Regions from separate parts of the Mus musculus genome. Here region 2 is linked to region 1. Evidence: chromatin contacts called from public targeted proximity ligation data. All regions are on one chromosome and are shown on one strand. The core of a region is the stretch at or near the end of the contact, and the rest is flanking DNA. Distances in the headings are between cores, read along the strand shown.

What was found.
Region 2: a targeted proximity ligation map of pancreatic cancer cells shows a contact between it and region 1. A contact is called at or near these places in 3 of 39 promoter capture datasets (the 3T3-L1 cell line, the HPC-7 cell line, HPC-7-derived erythroid cells and 1 more) and 3 of 130 datasets of targeted methods (bone marrow-derived dendritic cells, large pre-B cells and pancreatic cancer cells).

Annotation. Positions count from the first base shown.
Region 1 is chr19:8,817,600-8,822,727 of GRCm38.p6, forward strand. It overlaps Hnrnpul2 (heterogeneous nuclear ribonucleoprotein U-like 2), which reads left to right and starts at 1,802. Exons shown (of 14, transcript NM_001081196.1): 1 at 1,802-3,214. The coding sequence starts at 2,683. Ttc9c (tetratricopeptide repeat domain 9C) reads right to left here and starts at 1,695. Exons shown (of 4, transcript NM_027412.3): 1 at 1,422-1,695; 2 at 837-1,085. The coding sequence starts at 1,074.
Region 2 is chr19:9,928,061-9,933,559 of GRCm38.p6, forward strand. It overlaps Gm36913 (a long non-coding RNA gene), which reads right to left. Exons shown (of 4, transcript XR_877719.2): 2 at 442-563. Among named protein-coding and RNA genes, the nearest start is that of Gm36913, 17 kb to the right of the region's middle.

The DNA of each region.
Region 1 (5,128 bases), core at 552-3,051:
TGAAAGAACTGTTATGACAGTTACATAGATCAATGTGTAGTGACCTAAATACCTGACATTCTACGTCATAAATGTCACATCTATGAATCCTATGTAACCATCCCTTAAACGAAACATCCCCAGGACTATGACTATCTCCATTTTTCAATTTATTTTTTTTTGTTTTGTTTTGTTTTTTATTTTGTTTGTTTTTTTGAGACAGGGTTTCTCTGTGTAGCCTTGGCTGTCCTGGAACTCACTTTGTAGACCAGGCTGGCCTCGAACTCAGAAATCCGCCTGCCTCTGCCTCCCAAGTGCTGGGATTAAAGGCTTGCGCCACCACGACGGGATACAGTTAATTCTTACTTGTTTGAATTAGGGTATTAGCACACATCACAGGCTAGTCTGGCTCTCAAACTTGAAGCCATTTTTCTACTTGGACTTCTCCAGTGCTGCAATTACAGGTGTTAGCATCATTCTTCGAAATAAACCCATTCTAGGTCCACCAAATCAAGATATCTGGGCTTTAGAGCCCAGGAAGTAGTTTCAGGTGAGGTTTGTGAAATCCCGCTTGCTTTTAGAATACTCTACAAATTGGAAACAGGTTTCAATCGACTGCTAAATAGCCAGGTGGCAGTGAAAAAGAACATCTTCCAATGTTCACAGGGCTTGATGATTCTATCTTTTTTGTTTGTTTTGCTTTTTGATACAGGGTTTCTCTGTGTAGCCCTGACTGTCCTGGAACTCACTCTGTATTTGAACTGCCTCTACCTCCTGAGTAGTGGGATTAAAGTCATGCTCCACCACTGCCCGGCCCTGCGGTCTTGATTCTCTGCCCACGCTCGTCCCATACTTACCAGCTAGGTTGTTGTAGCAGTGGGTCTGGATGGTGTGCAGTATGTTTTCTTGCTCCGGTGTGAGAGCTGGGCCCTGAGGTCCCAGACTAGAAAGAGGGGAAGGCAGACTTGGGTCCAGACCCCGCAGCTGAAGAAGAGCTCGATGGTACCTACTCACAGCATCTCGGTACTTTCCTTCCCGGTAGCGCTGGTTTCCTTCCTCCTTGTATACCTGAGCCTCCTGAAGGCGCTTCTCCATGACTGTTGGAACTGTTAAATGAAAGAGAAACTGAAGCAGTAGAATGGGATCAAAATAAATGATTAGAGCATCGATTTCGTAAGCAAGAAGCTCGCAGGGATGTGGGTTTTGCTGTTTTTACTAGTCCCATCTATTCTCCTGTGCTAGTTTTCAGTTTCCAGAAGTACCGCAAACTAAAAAAAGGAATGATGTGAGGATAGTGAGGCCATTGACCAAATGAGTTCCATTAGAAGAGATCCCGGCGTGATTACAGACACTAGGGAAATCCAAAGGCCCGACTAAACGTTCCAAGTGTGTGACCGCCCGCAAAATTCGTTTCCTTCTTTCTCTGAGGCACACCCCCTGACCTGGAAGAAGATGGAGTAGGCGGGAACAAGTGAAACAAGTCAAAAAGGCTTCGCTCCTTTCCAATCTCTTTATTTGTCCTTATCCAACAAACATTTGTTGATGGTTCTGCTGTTAATTGAGGAACCGAAGTGAGTGAGGCCTGAGTCTCCAGTCCACAAGTGAGGCACAAGAGGCCGGAAGCATTGTGCCCAACAACCGCACCACAGCGGAGGCCCAAGCCGGAAGACTCCTCCAGGAATTCGGTTTAAGTTGCAGGAGCACAGAGAGGAAGAGACCAGACCTGCCAGCAGTTTAGCCTCTAACGGGGCACGCGCATTGCGTCATGCCACCCAATCAGAAAGGAGTCTAGAAAAGTAATCCCGCAGAACCGGCCCCGCCTCCCCAGCGGACCAACCCGGAAAAAAAAAATTCCCGGCCACTTCTCCAATAGGAAAAAAAGCCGCACGATATCGGAGGACCAATCAGAGCAACAGACTACGATTCAAGCTGGCCAACGAGAGAAGGAAGGGGTGGGGTTGGCGCCTCTGTTGCTGGGTAGATGTTTAAGCACAGAAAGAGGTCCCGGCATTGCTCTCTCCCTCTCTCTCTCTCCCTTGATGCTGGAAAGGCCTTTCCCTCCTGGCTACGAAAACCCTGCACCACCCATCCTTCCAGCTTGGCTTCGGTTACTAGTCTCAGAAGTTACAGTCAAAGAATAAGCAAGAGAGGACATCGAGTAAGCCCTAGGGTGCTCCGGTAATTGGGAGCGGGCAGGAAGTAAGAGACCTGAGATGGGCGGGACTCCGGCGCGACTGCGCAGAGCCTACGACTGAAGTACGGAAAGAGGAGCGCGCTCACGCTTCCGTGCTACGAGGCACTTGAGCCGCAGCCAGCCTTGCCCGACTCAGGCCCCTGTGCGGCTGCGCGGTTAGGCCGCTTGCGCTGATTGGCCCGGATCTCTGAGAGGAGGGAGGGGAAGTGAGGGAACTCCGTCGTCCTCGGCGCGCACTCCCCCGCGGTCGAGTACAGAGTGTGTCGGAAGCTGCTCCTCGCCGTCTTGTTTTGCGCTCAGTGAGCCGAAAGGGGCAGGGCAGGAGGAAGGCGACATAAACACGCCGCGAAGACAGCGCGGCCTCTGCCTCTGTGTGCGTGCGCTTGCTAGCGCGGGCTCAGTGCTGGCGCGGGAGGCGGAGGCGGGCGGCGGCGGCGCCTGCGCGGTCGGGCTCGGTCGACAGTTCGCAGGGGAGGAGGCGGCGGGAGGCGGAGGAGGCGACGGCGGCGATGGAGGTGAAGCGGCTGAAAGTGACCGAGCTGCGGTCGGAGCTTCAGCGGCGGGGCCTGGATTCGCGCGGCCTCAAAATGGATCTGGCGCAGCGTCTTCAGGAGGCACTGGATGCTGAGATGCTGGAGGACGAGGCCGGCGTTGGTGGGGCCGGGCCCGGTGGGGCCTGCAAGGCGGAGCCTCGGCCTGTGGCCGCGTCGGGCGGAGGCCCGGGCGGGGACGAGGAGGAGGAGGACGACGACGAGGAGGAGGACGAGGAGGCGCTGCTTGAGGACGAAGACGAGGAACCACCACCTGCTCAGGCTTTGGGCCAGGCCGCGCAGCCGCCTCCGGAGCCCCCGGAGACGTCAGCCATGGAGGCCGAGTCCGAAGCTTCCGACACACCGGCGGAGGCCACGGCTGGGTCAGGTGGGGTAAATGGTGGCGAAGAGCATGACAACGGCAAGGGGGAGGAAGACGGGCCGGAGGAACGGAGCGGAGACGAGACTCCGGGATCCGAGGCACCGGGTGACAAGGCCGTAGAGGAACAAGGTGAGGAACTGGCAGCCAAGCCGGGCTTCAACCTGCCGGGTGCGTCTCCGATCCAGCACCCCACCCTGCACCGCGCTATCTGATTCCTTGTTTCCACTTGCCCGAAAGTGCACTGTTCTAGTGGCTTTTTGATGAGATTCTCCTGGGAAGGTGGCTTTCATCCGCTGTCCATCTTTTTGAAGGTTTGGGCGTCTTGTCTTTACACTGTTTGCAGGAGGGAGGTTCCTGCCTAACGTGGTTCCTTGGTGTTAGTGGATGGAAGTGTGTGTGTGTGTGTGTGTGTGTGTGTGTGTGGCTTTCGAGCTACCTGTGGATCAGTCTTCTGGTGCCCACCCCTCTTTAGCAGAATACCTTTAGCCGCAAATATGCTGAAAAATTGGCGCTCTCCCGAGACCAGTTGGAAGCTAAGGCCTGACAGTTCGTTCCTTACCTTAAAAATGTTAAGCAAAAAACAGTCCGTGAAATGCTGCTCTGTCAAACCCAAGTTAGTCTTCAAAGAGACTCTGGATATTTAACCTTGCTCCTTCCTGCTTAAGCCGTCGGAGACAGTGTGTGAGCCTTTTGGGTTTAATCATTAACTAGCAAAGAGAAACTTAGTCTAGTAACATTTTAGTAGAATGTTAGTTACTTGACTGGGGCTTTTTACTTTGTCCCTGTTGTGTTTATATTTTAAGTCTCCTGTCCAGGCTGTAAATAAGCATATTTATAGACTTATTCTACACTGGTGCCCTTAAGGCTCCTAACTAACTGAGCTGAAATGATTTAGGGGTTCTAGTGGAGTAACCTTGTGGTAGGTTTGTGGAAACTTCCCCCAGGAGTTAACGACTTTCTCCTTTTGAAATGCTTGCATGGTTAGAGCTAACCTATAGTGACTGTCAGGAGGGAGAGCTGCTTCTAAGTTTTACTTCCAAGTAGGTTTTTTTGCCTTAGAGTTTTTTGTACTGTTTCGTTGTTTCTTGGTTTTTGTTCTGGATCTTAGTGTTATAAAATTGGAATCTATTTTACAATGATTGTATGCAAAGTATAGTGTTCGGGGTTTTTGTTGTGTCCGATGTCCTGGGACTGAGGTCCTATTACATAACCCTTAATTTGTGTTATCCCAAATAGCAGATCAAAAGCATTAAAGAATAAGGGAGTGTTTTAAAGGAATTGTTGAAAACACTTAAGCCTTCAAAACATGAAAGCCTAAGGAAAAATTCCATGTGTTACTCCGTGTAAAGAATGTTACTGCCAGGTTTGGTGTCACTGGCCTTCAGTCCCAGCACTTGAAGGCAGAGGCAGGCAGATCTCTGTGTTTGAGGCCAGTCTGATCTAAATAGTGAGTTTTAGGACAAGCAGAACTACATAGTGAGACCCTGTCTAGAAACAACAACAAAAGAATGTTACTTAATATATAACACCACCTTCCTGCCCCAAATTTCATGCAGTAAAGATGCAGTGTTATTTATGGTTTGCTTGTGACCTAAGAATTTCTCTGGTAACTTTCAAGTTCCTGTTAAAAATACACCTGCCACTGTAAGACTGTGCATTTTAATGCAGAAAAGGTAGTCTCTTAAAGAAAATGTGAGATTTCTGTGTCAAGTAACTGCTGAAAAGTGCTAGAAAATAGTCATTAAGTACTTGACATAACTCCAGATCTGATGAGAATTGAAATTCACCTGTGAAGGTTTTTAAAAGACTTAAGGGATGCTTTTCTGTCATATCAGTGGGGAGATGTGCCAGGTTGGCTTGATTGAAGTAGATAAATTTAGAATGGGAAAATTGACCAATTTAATAAGCCCATAGTGGTTTCCATCCCAACCTACCCCCACCCCCCGCCCATCTTAATCAGTGATTTTGAAATTTGGAAATAAAACATGGATATAATAGGAACACTTTGTCTCAATCAGATACCCTCAGTTTCCTAAATTTTAC
Region 2 (5,499 bases), core at 1,956-4,455, 1.1 Mb after region 1:
TTTGGGTGTTCCATCTGCTGCCAAGTGTGGTGTGTGTGTGTGTGTGTGTGTGTGTAGTGTGTGTGTGTGTGTGTGTGTGTGTGTGTGTGTATAGTGTGTGTGTGTGTGTGTGTGTGTGTGTGCGTGTGTTTCACATTCTCTTACGTCTTGCCGTGGCCAGCAACAGCTTGCAGAGGCCTGGTGTCCGTGTAAGCAGACTGCAGATGGAGGGTGGAGAACAAGTCATCACAGAACTGACGCAGCGATGCAGGCGCTAATGATAGACCCGAGCGCTCAGCTACCTCAAAGCTCTGCTTGATTCAGGGCTGGCTTGATTCTGGACCAGTCCACATGTAATTAACAATTTTCCACCTCAGCCTTGAGGTCCTGCCCCTGGAGTTCCCCCTGAGCCTGGCCACTGTGGGGTGGGTTTTTAAGCCATGCAATCTGACTGGTACTTACACAATTACAAAATGACCACTGCTGACGGATGACCACAATCCGTCTGGTTCTTAGGTTTTGTTCGGGTTCTTTCTCAGTTCCATGCATTGGTGGAGATCCAAGTTTGGGGTGTTCACTGGAGCCTTCCCAGGTAAAAGAGAAAGGGATAGAGAATGAAATGTAAAAGCAAAAGTAAAGCTGTGGGTGAACACCTGGGCGAGCGGGCCTGAGGATCAGAAGTTCGGAACTGGGCTGGAGACGTTCGTTGCTCAGTGGTTAAGAGCATTTGTTGCTCTTGCAGAGGCCCTGAGTTTGACTCCCAGCACCCACTGGGAGCATCTGTAACACCAGATTGAGGGGGTGTGACTCATGTATGTTGTGCATTTACATGTATGTGCACTTACATGCACTTACATGTATGTAAAACATTCACATGCATAAAAAATAAATCTTTAAAAGAAAATAAATTCAAGATCATGGGACTGGAAAAAGTGCTTTCTGAAACTGTGAGGGCCTGAGTTCCCATCTCCAGAACCCATGTTAAACCAGGCAGAGCAGCATGTAAGCCTGGTGCTTTACAGTCAGATGCAAGCTAGACCCTGGAAGCTCATAAGCCAGCAAGCCTGGCCTACACAGCATACATAGCAGAAACCAAAATAGACAGAGACCCTGCCTTGAAGAAGATGGAAACCAAAAGACCCATTATGGAGTTGTGCTCTGACCTCCACATATATGTCATGGTACACCCGCACATACACATGCACATATCACACATGTGATACCCATGGTACCTATCTAAGCTCAATTACACACATTACAGAACACACACATGTGAAAGAAAAAAAAATGTTCCACACAAGACAATCCAGAAAAAAACTAAATAAATAAAACAACAAAATCCCAAGAACTTCAGAGCTCTCTGGTCAACAGAAAGTAGCTCTGAACAATAAAGCTTGTAATTAAGCCGAGAAGGAGCCCTTCTGTGTCGAGTTAGTAAGCGGCAGAAAATTGGGAACAGTGGACAGTTATCCTAAGTCTGAGCTCTGGGTTTTACTGTCATTATCTTTCTTTTTTTATTGTGTCCCTTCCCCCTTTTGTTTTTCGTTTCATTTTGTTTTATTTTCAAGACCGTTTCTCTGTGTAGCCCTGGCTGTCCTGGAACTCACTCTGTAGACCAGGCTGGCCTCGAATTTGGAAATCCGCCTGCCTCTGCCTCCTGAGTGCTGAGATTAAAGGTGCTTGCGACACCACAGGCACTTTCTTTTTCACTGTGCTTTCCCCCACCTCCTCTCTCCCACCCAGCCTTCCTGGCAGACCCTGGCCTCTGCTGCAATATAGCTGGCTCTCCAGAGAAGAAACTCTACAAACATTCTGAGGTCCCATGGGATCCCTGATACACAGAGGCAACAGGAAACACCCTACCTCCACCTGAGCCTTTGGGGGAGGGGGCGTGTTTCTGAACTCCTTCTCTTCCTCTTCTCCTCCTCCTCCCCTCCTTCTGCCTCCTCCTCCTCCTCTTCCTCCTCCTCCTTCCTGTCATTTAGTAGACTCTCCCCTTCTGTTGTCCAAATGTAGAAAATAGTAAAAAAACAATAAGAAGCAAGCACTAAAGAAGAATAGAAAATTTCAATTAGGGATAGGAAGTAACATTTTGTGTGATAAAAACGTGAAGTTTTGGGAGTTGGAGAGAATGTTCAGTGGGTAAGGCTAAGACTATTCTACAGGCCTGAAGAAATGGCTCAGTGGTTAGGAGGCGCACATACTGCTCTGACGGAGGAGCCAGGTTTGAGTCCTACAGCAGACAGTTCACAGTCACCTGTAACTTCAGCTCCAAGATCACCTTCTTCCTCTGGACTCCTCAGGCGCCTGCACTCATGTGCACATACCCTGCTCCCCATGACCACACAGACACATAGATATACACATAAGATAAAAATAAAATAAATCTGTAAACAAAGAAAGACAGAACGTGTACTACTACTCTTGGCAGAGGACATGAGTTTGGTTCCCAGAACCCACATTGGGCATCTCATGACTATGTGTAATTCAAGATAGCCTATGCCCTCTTCTGAACTCTGAGGGCACCTGCACTCACATAGATTCAACCCAGACACATATATACACATAATTAAGAATAAGTCAGACTGGAGAAACGGTTCAATGGTTAAGAGCACTGCCTGCTCTTCCAAAGGTCCTAGGTTCAATTCCCAGCAACCACATAGAATCTGATGCCCTCTTCTGGTGTGTGACAGTGTACTCATATACATAAACAAATAAATAATTCTTTTTTTAAAAAAGGCTGTCTATTTCTAAATATGTACCTTTACTAATGATGAGTTGGGGTGTTTTTGTTGTTATTGTGGTTGTTTTGGTTTTTGTTTTTAAGTCTAAATAGAAGCTGAACATGGTGGCTTGTACCTGCAGCCATTTTGGCCTGTGGGGCTATGAACAGGGAGCTGGAAGAAGGGAAACTTGAAGCCTAAGTATTGAATACTAATGCTCTAGAAGCTTCTGGCATCATTACTTTGCAAGTCTGACCATGTTCTGCTTCTCTTAGTTTCTTGCTGTTGCTTGCCTTGTAGATTTCCCATCTTCATCTAATTAAGACCAGCTCTTTCTGCTCCCACACGGGAGACACACAGAACAGGCCAGTCTTTCTGGAGTTGAGGATCATGTCCCAGCATAGACCCCAGGCTGTTGTAAGGCAGGGCTCAGGGCCACCTGAGCTGTGAGGACAGTAGAATGACACATGGTCACGGGTTCCACTGCTCTGAGGGCAAAGTCCCTTTGCTGTCCCATATGCATGCAGACTGCTTTCTCAACTAGAGGAAGTCATGGGCTGTCACAGGCCATGGGAGGAAGTAGAGGATTGCTGTAGCTAGTTCATGACTAGAAAACACCACATGCTTCCTGGTAATGGACTAGAACATTCTTGGGGTCCGAGTCACTCCAGGAGTGTGGTGCTGGGCACTCTGCCAGAGAGCTTACACAAAACTGTTGACACCTTATGGCTGAAACTGACAACATCCCTGTTGAGTAGGCTGGGCAGGTCCAGTGCTGTAGGCAGAGTCCTGGCCTCAGATGAGGAAGTTAAGGCCTGAGAGGTGACTTGACCTGGTCTAAGGTTGCATAGCTGGCAGGAGGCAGGGCCTTGCCTGGAATTCGGGTCTTCACTGTGGGGAAATGTTCTAGTTGGGCATCTTGACAGAGCAGCGGTGGTAACATCCTGAAACTCATAGCCTTGCCCAAGATGTGGAGGAAAATTCCCCAGATACTGGTGCCTGAAGACTTCTGAAATGTCATCACCTCTTGATGTTGAAATGTCTCATTCACAGGGGAGTAGGGATGGGGGGTTGCAGAATCCCTCACAGATCTCCTTTCTGCCCCCACCAACCTCCTTTCCTTCCTTTCTTCCTTAAACTTGGAAAATCTTTAGCTACTGTTACAGTTTGGAAATAGCTAGAATGACTCCTCCAAAGGCTTGTATTTTACACGCTGGGCTTCCAGTGTAATGGTATTAGAGCTGGAGATGTAGTTCAGTTTCAAGAATACTTTCCCAGAATGCACAAAGCTCTGAATTCAGTCCCTAGCACTGCATAAAATCAGACCTGGTGGTGCGTTGGGATGTAGGGGTGGAAGGATCAGAAATGTAAGGTCATCCTGAGCTACAGTGTAAGTTTGGGACCAGTTTGGACTACGTAAGACCCTACCTCAAAAAACAAAAAGTGCCTGGGGAGTGCTGACTGAATAAACGTGCACTGTAGACATGGGCATGACCATGTCAAGGACCACAATTCCTCAGACCTGGGTGAGGCTCAGAGACATGACAAAGCTTTCTCTGGTGCAAGTGTGAGTGTACCAATGATTGAGCACTGTGTGTAAAAGGAACAATCACCGAGTGCATGCCAAACACTACAACTACAGCTTCTGTCTCCTGGATGACAGCAGTCTGAGACTGCTCCCCTACAGAAACCTCCTACTAAACACTTCTCCTTAGGTTGTACCTAATAAAAGCTGAGTTTCCAGGCAACATAGTAGGTGCTCTCCATCAGAGCCAGCACTGCCCACCTGACCCCAGCTTTTCTGTATTTGTAGCTGTCGTTTCTTCATTCCCAAGTTTCTCCAGTCAGGTTTCTCAGGACCAAGCTGTGCAGAATGAGCAAGTGGTTGGTTAAGGTCTTATGGAACTAGATTGATTCTGGAGAGGATAGCTTATTGCAGAGGATGAAGCCTGGCCCTTCCAAGACTTCATTTTTTTCTTGCTTTGAGTGTTCTTTTGTACATGGTATCACTTTTGTAGTTCCATCTCTCATACAAGTGCCATGATCTTGGTCTTACCACTAGAAATATAAGTTAATTAATGGCCCCTTTTAAGTTAATAAGGTTCACAAGCCAGGTTTTTGTTATAACAATACAAAACGGAATAATTGTACTACAGTGAGAAAAACACCGGGTATAATGGGAACCCCCTGGCAGGGATATAGATACTGTCTCAGTCCCAACACTAAATGGAAGACTCTCTGGTATGGCCAAGAGATCTGTGTCCATGGAGCCCACTAGAGTAGGGATCAATTTCTGTTCCAGGACTCTTAGTCCTTTTTATCAGTTTTCTCATCCCTTAAAAGAGATGCCATTAATATCACAGGGTCACTGTACGGATTCAATGACAAAAGCTTTTCATACTGTTTCTGACAAATAATAAATATTCCATGTTGCAACTGAATGTGTATGTGTGCAAGTATGTGTGTGTGTGTGTGTGTGTGTGTGTGTGTGTGTGTGTGTGTGTGAGAGAGAGAGAGAGAGAGAGAGAGAGAGATTCACTTTATATCCTAGGCTAGTCTTGAATTCATAATCTTCTGGCCTCAGTCTCCCAAATGCTAGGAATACAGATATCTATCACCATATATATCTTTCATTGTCATTATTTATATAATTCATGTTTGTTATTTCTCATTTTTATAACTATCACTTTGTATAGATTAGGTTGCCTCTGTTAACTTCTGGCTTGCAACACAAGGAATCATTTTTATTTCAATTAAACACACAGCGCTGAAGCTGGGAATGTAGCTCAGGTTGCAG